Linked DNA regions of Mus musculus: region 1 is linked to region 2. A link is a contact called in public HiChIP or PLAC-seq data. All regions are on one chromosome and are shown on one strand. Each heading gives the region's core, a stretch centred on a gene start, on an enhancer-like site or on the middle of the called end of the contact. The rest is flanking DNA. Distances are from core to core; before and after follow the strand shown.

Evidence for each region. HiChIP or PLAC-seq counts read pairs in DNA pulled down with a chosen protein or histone mark.
Region 1: an H3K27ac HiChIP or PLAC-seq map of embryonic stem cells shows a contact between it and region 2, with 3 times the contacts expected there. The contact joins the enhancer-like site here to the promoter of Slc10a1 in region 2. A contact is called at or near these places in 8 of 39 promoter capture datasets (the 3T3-L1 cell line, the HPC-7 cell line, cranial neural crest and 4 more), 1 of 484 Hi-C or Micro-C datasets (cerebral cortex), 1 of 115 datasets of contacts at active chromatin or transcription factors (embryonic stem cells) and 1 of 9 other capture datasets (embryonic stem cells).

Annotation. Positions count from the first base shown.
Region 1 is chr12:81,681,715-81,687,183 of GRCm38.p6, reverse strand. No RefSeq gene overlaps it. Among named protein-coding and RNA genes, the nearest start is that of Ttc9, 53 kb to the right of the region's middle. Within about 2 kb of position 3,878, at least 29 of the 459 cell types and tissues checked have an H3K27ac peak or open chromatin away from gene starts, as enhancers often do. A contact at or near this core is called in embryonic stem cells and stem cell-derived epiblast-like cells, where this site is marked.
Region 2 is chr12:80,964,664-80,969,533 of GRCm38.p6, reverse strand. Slc10a1 (solute carrier family 10 (sodium/bile acid cotransporter family), member 1) reads left to right here and starts at 1,455. Exons shown (of 4, transcript NM_011387.2): 1 at 1,455-1,945. The coding sequence starts at 1,590.

The sequences.
Region 1 (5,469 bases), core at 2,629-5,128, 720 kb before region 2:
CTCCATTATCTCATTGAATAATTTAAACCCCCACAACAACACTATGAGGTAAGAGTACCCTTACTTTACAAAGGGCCACTTAGGGCAAAGAAGCCAGTAAGTGAGAGAGCCAGAAGAACTTTGGCTTTAGAATTGATGCCTTTGATCCTGACTGACAGCTTCTTCAGTAGCATGGGCCATGCCCAACATGGCCGACGTGTACTCTCTGCACAACATTAGCTGGGTACCTGGAGAGCACTCTGTAAGCAGCAGCGGCTACTCTTACTTCCATTTCTATTGCTGTGTGCAGGAGTCTATCTAGCACTTCTTTGCTCCCCCACGGCCTCTCGCCATAGTAATAGCTGGCAGTAGTTAAGCCTTTTCCATGTTCTATTCTGAGTGAAGTCTCTATTCTAGATAGGGAACAAATGAATGATTGAATTAATGAGTAAATGGGAAGGGGGGCATCCTTGAACAGTGGGGGAAGATGATTAGAAACGGGGCCTATTAGCTAGGCTGGAGGACGAAGGGGTGGAGGGGAGGCCCCAGGGACCTGCCGGCATTCAGCAGTATTTTCATTAATGACTGCAGAGGTGGAGTAGAGAGTGTGCTAATTGAATTGGTGAAGCCTGTGAGGTGAACCAGAAGCTGAGCCCTTGGCAGGGCAGGCTGGGGTATCAGCCGCTCCTTGACTAATCCGGGAAATAAACAGAGTCAATAGACAGAGCTTCAGGAGCTGCAGCCTGTAAGTGGTTCCCAGGGAGCAGCTGCTGCGAATGGATCTGCCCGGGGAAACCTTCAACCCACTTTTCTTTTAGCCTCACCTGCCTGGACTGCATTGTTGGACCAAGCCTGAGAGGTAGTGTCCTTGATGCGGGACATGATTTGGATCCTGGAATCTTATGGATAAAGCCCCCATTTAAAAGGCTAAGCCCTCTCCTTACGGGCCCCTCCCCATTACCTGTCTGTCTATGTCATCACTATGGAGATAGCTTTATTTGCCTCACCCCCTACAATTTACACTCACTCCATGCTGCCTCATTCTGACTCTCCCAGCAGGGCTCTATCCTCTCTCTGCACATCCCTAACGTCATGCCTCCTATCCTTAGCCTGAATTTTGGAGTGGCTTTGAATGTTAGCCTGACCTCATTTTCCTTAGGAAAATGACCTGGGTGGAAAAAAATGGAAGTAGGGCAAAGGATTTGATGGGGGAATCCCCACACATCCCCTCCAGCCTCGAGGGAGATAAGTCCTAGCGAAATGCATGAGTCCCAGCTTCAGGCCTCACAACCTGCATTGTCTTAGGTCAGTATCTGTTTCCTTGTCTACAAGCATTTGAAAGGCGACTTGATTTATCTTATTCAAAACGGAGTAGTTAGGGCTGGGGATGCAGCTGAGCAGTAAAACTCACACAGAGCAGGTATAAGGCTTGGGATTGATCCCAAGCAGGCAAAAGAGAATCAAAGTCAGAAGTGAACGTCTTGCTGGAAGAGTAAGAGAGGGCCACATAAAAGCCATGTCTTGGATAATCAGCTGGACCTGAAGGGAGGAGCTCTGGGTGTGGGTGCTCTTATGAATCACGACAGTGCCATCTTCTCTGGTGTCGTGAAGTGATGCTTCTGGTCATTGTAGCAACTGGAGAATTTCTTACCCATTGGCCTGGGGTAGGTACCTTGCAGCCAGACACTGGGGCTCCAGTCTTTTATAAGGGCCTTGTCTGCATTCAGATCTTCCTATTCTGGGTAGAAAGGAACAGACCAGAACCACTAAGTCCAATTTGTGCTTTGGACTGATGAGTCAGAAGTGACCTTTTGAGTTACAGGCTATCCCAAGTGTCAGTACGCCAGCAGAGCCCACCTTTATGCATAGAGGGAGCCTCACAGAAGTAAAAGCAGACACTTGAATATTCAATGTGGTCTCTAGGGTCACATGATTATGTAAAAACAAGATAATGTGGAGACTGGGAAGATGGCTCAGTGGGTAAAATATATGCTACACAAACACAAAGATCTGAGTTCGGACCCCAGTGCCCGCATACAAACCTGGGTGTGATAGCTCCCTGTAACCCCAGCTCTGGGGAGCAGGGGTAGGCAGAACACGGGGACTCTGCAGCCATTCAGTGAGAGAAAAAAACAAGGCAGATGATTGAGAAAGCCACTCCAAGGTTACCTTGGAGGTGGGGGGGGGGGTGAGGGGACACACCCACATATGTATGTACAATGCACATACACACTATCTAGCTTATAATGATCGAATAAAAACTCTACAGGAAGCACAAAGGCTGATAGGCAGCAGGCACTGCCGTTTGTTGAATGGCTGCTGTATTTAAAATCATTGATTACAGGGGGGCAGGGTGGGTAAGGAACAATCTCAGAAGGGAGAGAACAAAGGGATTGAGTACCAGGAATGCCTCTGTGCAGGGTCCTTTTGGGGTGACAGAGATGTCAATGACGGGGGCAAGGAGGCCTGAACCCCAATTCCCAGCTAGGAGTAGGTCAGAGTTACTGTGTTATAGCCTTAAGCACCTAAACTGTCTTTCTTTTTTTTTTTTTTTTCTTTGAACACATGGTCACTGAATAGCTACCTACTAGTCACATACTGTGCTAGTACTAGAGACACGGAAATGCTGGTGTTCTAGTGGGAAAGACGAATAAATAAGAGAGCAAATTAATAAGTAAAATATATGTTCCCTGAAAGCGGCGAGGTGTAGAAATAAAGCAGAGACGAGGCATAGGAAATGCCAGCTGGGTGGGTGAATTTAAACATTTAAACCGGGGTAGCCAGTCTTCTCCTAGCAGCAACTCTCAGCTTCTCCTGCACTATGCCTGCCTGGATGCTGCCGTGCTCCTGCCTTGATGATAATGGACTGAACCTCTGAACCTGTAAGGCAAGTAAATGCCTTGGTCATGGTGTCTGCCCTGGGACAGAGGCCAACACAGCGGTCCGGGGCCAGAAGTGCCAGGCTGAGAAGTAAGGTTCTGACCCAGAGGTAGGCACTGAGTTTGGATGTCCCTTCAGGGCCTGTTGGCCTTGTGCTCTGGAATGCCTGGGAAACCCCAGTGGCCTGCGGGTGAGCTGAGAATAGGATAGTAATAGGCTGTGAGGTGGTAACAGACACCATTGCTTCTGTAAAACTCTGTTGCCACGGGAAAGGATGCAATGGTCTTCTCCTTACTCTATAGTGGGGAAGTGAGAAGCACCTGGACGCCCGCACTTTAACCCCGCCCCCCCTTCCCCCACCCTTCCCCCATGGCATGCTGTCTGGCTCTACCAACAGTGAGAATTAATTCATTCGATCTAAATTTGAACTGAGTCTAAGGCTTGGTTTCTCCCAGTGGGTTTAGTCTCCACAACTCATGAGTACCTCGAAACCTTCCCACCCCCAGGTTTTATTTTCTGAGATCTTTGCTTCTCCGGGCCGCAGAGTCCTCCGCAGGTTCCTCGAGTCTCCTATATGTCCAGAAAGGTAGGTGACTTTCATTTCACCGAGATGGCATAATGACAGACAGGATGCTTTTGAGCTAGACTCCCGGGCAAGGCTTGAGAATCCACGTCTGGATTCTCTCCTGTCCCCAGGCCTAACTTCTGGGCTTGAGCAAAGAGAAGCAGGGCAGGGTGAGTCAGCAAAAGTGTAGGCTGAAGGCCACACCTGCAGAGTTCCGAGTCTCTCCCGTTTGTCTTTACTCTCACATCTCTCTGTCATCTGGAGGGCTATAGGTGTGGCAGAGGGAAAGGTGCCGCTTTTATTTGGGGACAAATGGACATGTCCGTTTTGGGGGTGTTGGCAGGTCCCCTCACTTGCACATTTTGGGATATTATCCAGGTAGAAGGAAGGGTCTGCTGAGAAGTAATTTGAGCTCTCTGAGCTGTGGACTCTTTTCTGTGGAGCCCAGGTGCTGCTCCTTACAAGTCAAAGACAGGACAGCTCCCATGGAAACCATGATGGCTCTTAAGGCCATCAGTTCTGAGTGACCCATGCAGGGAGACGATTATATTCTGGCTACTCTTCCTGGGCTCATCAAAGGAAGCATCTTTTATTTTATACTGTTTTTGTTATACTTTTCCTCAGTGAACAAACCATGTCAGACTTAAAGCTCCAGAATTAGCACACACGTGGGGACTTTTGCTTACAAAAGTGGTGATGCTTAGACAGTATGAGATGGATAAAATATACAGGCAGGGAGAACAGCAGGGTTATGGAAGGCTGGCTTTCATTAGGGCCACACAGGGCACAAGACCCTCAGCTTAAGCTTCTGTCAGGTGATCTGTAGAAACAGTTTTAGCTATTCAACTTCCTCTTGCCCTTCATCTTTATTACAAATGCTTATTGCTGGGGCTGGAGAGATGGCTCAGCAGTTACGAGCACTGGTTGCTTGTCCAAAGGATCTAGGTTTGAGTCCCAACCCTCACAACTGTCTGTAACTCCAGTCTTAGGGACTCTGACACCTTCTTCTGGCCTCTGTGGGCAATAGACACACATGTGGTGCACAGACGTACATGCAATCAAAACACCCATACACATGAAAATAAATAAATCTTTAAAAAAATAAGTGCTTACTCCTGACTGATGATAGCCCTATGGGTTATTACTGGCCTATGATGGAGGATGCAAGAGTAAGCAAGACACATGTATCCTTTGAGGGAACAGAAACGTGCTAACAGCTGCATACTCAAGGTGTTACTAAATAGCTGGGGAGCACTTTTTAACAATCCTAGATTGTAATCAGGTCACTTTTTACATAAATGTTCTGTGGATAAAAACCTGCCCCCACTCCCCCCACCCCCAGCAGGATGCTATGTTGTTGTCTTTGGGTGTTTAGTTTTGTTTGAGACAAAGGCCCCAGGTTGTCCTCAAGCTCACTTTGTAGCCACAGATGATCCTGAACTCCTGTGCTCTTGTCTCTACATCCCCAGCCCATGATGCCAAAATGACTTGGCTCAAACACTTACCATACTCTTATTTTCCTGTATGGAAGCTTAACATTTTCGTACTAAATAACAATGCTAGCCTCCCCTATCTTGCTCTTTCTGTGTGTAATCAGACACTTCATAGTCAAGAAGCTCTGGTTGCTACTCCAAGAGATACTGGAATGCTTCAGTGAATGAGAAAGAATTCTCTACTTAGCTCCTATTCATTGGCCTTGCAGTGACTTCTCCCTCTACTATACTCTTCCATACTCTTCTATTATTCTATTCTATTCTATTCTATTCTATTCTATTCTATTCTATTCTATTGTCATTTCTTTTCAGAGGTGCAAATTCACTAGACATTTTTAGGCTTCCCTGGGGTGTAAACTTCACTCCACAGCTCCTTTGCTGTTGTCTTGCTTAATGACTATTAGAAGAGCAAGCCATAGGTACCATAACTCAGACCAGTAAAGGCCAGGAGAGTGGAGACAGGAAAATGAGCTGCACAATGGTGGGTCTACTACAGCACACACAAAGTTATGTAGCACACCATCAAACATTCTAGCTTTCTCTGAGCATGGT
Region 2 (4,870 bases), core at 206-2,705:
TGTACTCATATACATAAAATAAATAAGAAAATCTTTTTTTAAAAAAAGTGTTCTTTGCCTTGGTCATGGTGGGGAAACTACACCTAACAGACCCGCTCAGTCTCATAGTTGAGGTGAGTCGGGGGAGTTCAGCTCAGGATGGCCATACCTGCCTCTCTAATGCTGCTGATGTTGCATGCCTCCCACCTGGTTTCCATCATGAGACCCACAGGCCCAACATGCAAAATAGAGCCATTGGGAGTGCAGTAAGAAAAGGCCACTCATCTGCAATGCCTAAAATTAACCTGCACACCCCACCTGCCCACAAACCTGGTAACTTCCTAGAATGCTATAAGCTGTCATTCTTGAAAAATAACAATGCCTCTTGGGAAAGTGGTTTATAGATTAGTCTTTGTTTGTTTGTTTGTTTGTTTGTTTTTGGTTTTTTGTTTTGTTTTTTTCGAGACAGGGTTTCTCTGTATAGCCCTGGCTATCCTGGAACTCACTCTGTAGACCAGGCTGGCCTCGAACTCAGAAATCTGCCTGCCTCTTCCTCCCAAGTGCTAGGATTAAAGGCGTGTGGCACCACCGCCTGGCATAGATTAGTCTTTAGAAACCCCCGCTACATGTCTGTCTCAGGGCACTTAGCTGAAACATTTCAGGAACTGGTTCTGACCAAAGTCTACCCCTTGGCTGGTATTTAATATTTAATAGAGCTTGCTTTATATATGGCCAAAAAATAGTGGAATTATTTTTTTTACCTGGTGCATCTCAAGCTTGCTACAACCTCACTTCCTTCTCTGAAGTCTCTCAAGTTATGGATACCTCAGGCACCAGCTAGTTACTCTCCACAGCTGGAGTTTCTCGTGAGCTGGGCTTTGGATAATCTCCAGGCTTCCAAGAGCCCAACGTACCCCAGAAAGTTTTTTCCCCTCTGGAGATAAGTAAGTCTTTCAGGGATTCATGGTGCCACCCCCCAACCAACCCCAACCCCCACAGGACACGTATGGTCTAGATATGGGCACAAAGCAAGGTCTCAGAGGAGGACAGTCATGGACACAGCCTCTCCTGAAGACAGCAACACCACATCGCCCCCCCATCCTGTCCCATGGCCCTCTGGCCTTTGCCACTTAGATGAGGAAGGCAAAGGCAGAAACAGTCTCTTTCTCTCGGGAACAAATGGTGACTCACTGAGGATAGGGAAGGCACCTTTTCCCAGGAAACAACCTGAGGTCTCCGAGACTGAGCTAGAAGCAGGAACTAAAGGGAAAGGTGGACATGTTTTGTTGCAGGTCCTGGATGGGTCTCAGAGACGCTATAGTGAAGCATGCTCAGCAGGGTAAAGAATGAACCCTGTGCTGGGTACGAGCTCCACTCGGCAGGCACAGAGGTCAGAAAACTTAAGCAAAGTAGGGGATCCGGGGAGATGAGGTTATGGGCTGTCTTATAACCACAACCGTGGTTCTGCAGGTTGCATAATCTTTTATTTGCCCACAGCTACATTTTGTCCAGAAACTCTGTCCTGAAAGAGGACTGAAGAAAACATCCAGCCAGCACTGGGCAAGGAAGGGCAGGAGCAGAGAGTGAGGTGGTGTTCACTGGGTCGGAGGATGGAGGCGCACAACGTATCAGCCCCCTTCAATTTCTCCCTGCCGCCTGGCTTTGGCCACCGGGCCACAGACACTGCGCTCAGCGTCATTCTGGTAGTTATGTTGCTGCTCATCATGCTCTCGCTTGGCTGCACCATGGAGTTCAGCAAGATCAAGGCTCACTTCTGGAAGCCCAAAGGGGTGATCATCGCCATAGTGGCCCAGTACGGTATCATGCCCCTCAGTGCTTTCCTTCTGGGCAAGGTCTTTCATCTGACCAGCATTGAGGCTCTGGCCATCCTCATCTGCGGCTGCTCTCCTGGGGGGAACCTGTCTAACCTCTTCACCCTGGCCATGAAGGGGGACATGAACCTCAGGTAGGACCGAGGGTTAAGAGGAAAGGGTGTGGGATGGGGTGCTGCCGAGATGTCATGATCTAGAGAAGATCTAGGCTGGAGCCAGGAGCGGGGAGGGACGTAGGAGCTGGATTAAGTTTGGCATTGATTGTCAAAGGTTTATGCTAAATTGGGGCAGCCTCTGGAATCTCTTTGGTTTAAATCCCAGGGGGAAAAAAAAAACATTAAGCTGGTCCAGAGGTATGTTAGACACCCCTGAACTCCCAGAAGTCTCTACAGGATCACTGTAAAGGAGAATAGATTTCGATGAAAGAGTTCCTCAGAACCACAGTCATCTGACTGGCAGGGTGTCAGCTCTGAGGCTGAAAATCTAGCAAGGGTATAATGGGTCCAGAACATTCCAGGAAGGCCAAGGTGACTTGGAACCAAACGAGCATCTTAAATTTCCTGCAGAGAAGAGACTCCAAAGGCTCTTCTCCAGTATCTGGGCATCCAAGGTATCTGCTAAGACCCTTTACCGAGTTGTCAGATGTGGTGAGATTGCCAACCAAAGAAACTTTATGTAGAATTGAGGCCCCAGCGATTGCCCAGGTTAGGCTGGGCTCCACTCAGTCTAACAAGAAGGGAGAAGGCTAAGACCAGCCTGAGCAGCCAGGTGGTGGTGGTGCATGCCTTTAATCCCAGCACTTGGGAGGCAGAGGCAGGTGGATTTCTGAGTTGAGGCCAGCCTGGTCTACAAAGTGAGTTCCAGGACAGTCAGGACTATACAGTAAAACCCTGTCTCAAAAAACCAAAAAAAAAAAAAAAAAAGACCAGCCTGAGCCTAGAGCATCCTGATCAGGTAGCACTCGTGAAGCGCCAGACTCCTTGGGCTTGGTGGAATATCTGTCCTTCACACAGCTGTGACTGTGGCAGTGAATGTCAAGGAGAGGGGCCCCTCTCAGCCTGCTCGGGCAGTGCACAGCATGGGTGAACTCACTCCAGACACAAAGCCAGTCTCCTCTAGGCCTGATTCTCAGTGGAGTTGTTCAGTGTCAAGTAGAGAAGGGACCGCAAAGGGAGCATACCTTGCCTGTGCCTAAACTTTACAAAGAAAACTTACCTAGAAGCCTCTCCTGGTGAGGCAAAACAGCAGGAGGGCAACTGGAAGGAGGGGCAAGGCATTAGTCATGCTGTCCTGTAAGCAAGGTTGGTCGCACCTTATACGTCCCAAGATGTTAAACCTCAGCTCTGGTGCAGGACTATGTAGTCACATTAGTCAGAAAGGGGGCACGGTGGGGAATCTGGGGATCTGTGGAAGCAGCCGATGGAACTGTGTGACCCAGTCTCTTCCTCCTAAGCAAACTTATCGTTCTCATACACATTAACCATGCCCCGATCCACCTGGCTGAGCGGGAATAATTATCATGTCCAGACAGACTTTGAATCCCTGTTGTCCTGAAAAGTGACTACATGCATTATTACAGCAATGACAGCAAAGCTAAGGACCTTCACTAAACAAACATTCTTTTCAACAAAGTCAATCTTTAAACTTACATTTTTTTTTAAATGTGTACGGGTATTTTGTATGCATGTATGTCTCTGTGTACGACGTGTGTGCCTAGTGCCCAAGGGAGACAGAAGAGGGCACTGGATCCCCCTAGAACTAGAGTTACAGTTCTAGTAAGTTCTGTAAGCAGCTATGTGGGTGCTAGGAATCAAACCCATCTGTCAGAGCAGCTAGTATTCTTCTCTCTCTCTCTTTCTCTCTCTCTCTCTCTCTCTCTCTCTCTCTCTCTCTCTCTCTCTCTCTCTCTCTCTCTCTCTCTTTGGTTTTTCGAGAGAGGTTTCTCTGTATAGCCCTGGCTGTCCTGGAACTCACTTTGTAGACCAGGCTAGCCTTGAACTCAGAAATCCACCTGCCTCTGCTTCCCAAGTGTTGGGATTAAATTCGTGTGCCACCACCACCCAGCAATTTTATTTTCTTAATACTCTTGTTGCCCACTGTATACATCCTGCACTGGTCCTTGTTTCGGCGGCTGACATGAAGGGGTACATACAGAAGGGAGTGCCATAAATGACCACATTCACAGATAAGGAAAGTCCTAGGGCTTAACACTTTCAGCCAGGGGCTGGCTGGCTGGCTTTAGAACTGGTATGTCTGCAGACGTCTTGAGAGCTATCCTGTATATTGACAGAGTGAATGGAGGCTGCCTGCCAGTCTCAAAGGCACTGGCCTCTCTGATCAGACATATGCCTTGTACAGGAGAGAACCTACTGTCATCACAGCTTTCTGCTTTAGCTTTGTTTGTTGGTTGTTGATTTGGTTTGGTTTTTTGAGACAGGGTCTCTCTGTGTAACAGAACCCTGGCTGTGGCCTGGACTCACTTTGTAGACCAGACTGGCTTCAAACTCACAGAGATCCACATGCCTCTGCCTCCCAAGTGCTGGGATTAAAGGCGTGTGCCACCATGCCTAGCTGCTTTTCCTTTTAAAATATATTTATAGGTATGAGTGCTTTGCCTGAATGTATGTAAAGACATGTGTGTGTGTGTCCTGGTGCCCACAGAAACCAGAAGAGGACACTGGATTCTCCTGAAATTGGAGCCATAGATGGCTGTGAGTCACCATGTGGGTCCTGGGAGTTGAACCCTGGTCCCCAGGAACGGCAGCCAGTGCTTTTAGCAGCTGAGCCATCCCTCCAGCCCCAAGATTTCTTCTCTTCAAGAGAAGACTTGAGTCTCCATTTTTAGGTGAAATCTCCAAATTTTCAAACAGCATCAAGTCATACGTATATATCTAAAAGGCTGTGCAAAGCAAGCAGTGTCCAGGAGTCAAGTGTGGCTCCAAGGCCTACTCTGAGGCCTCTCTTTTAAGGCCATTATGTCCCAGAGTTAGAAGTAAATGATGAGACTCTTATTCCATTTTACTCATTAGGAGACAGAGGTCAAAAAACCTACCAAAGAT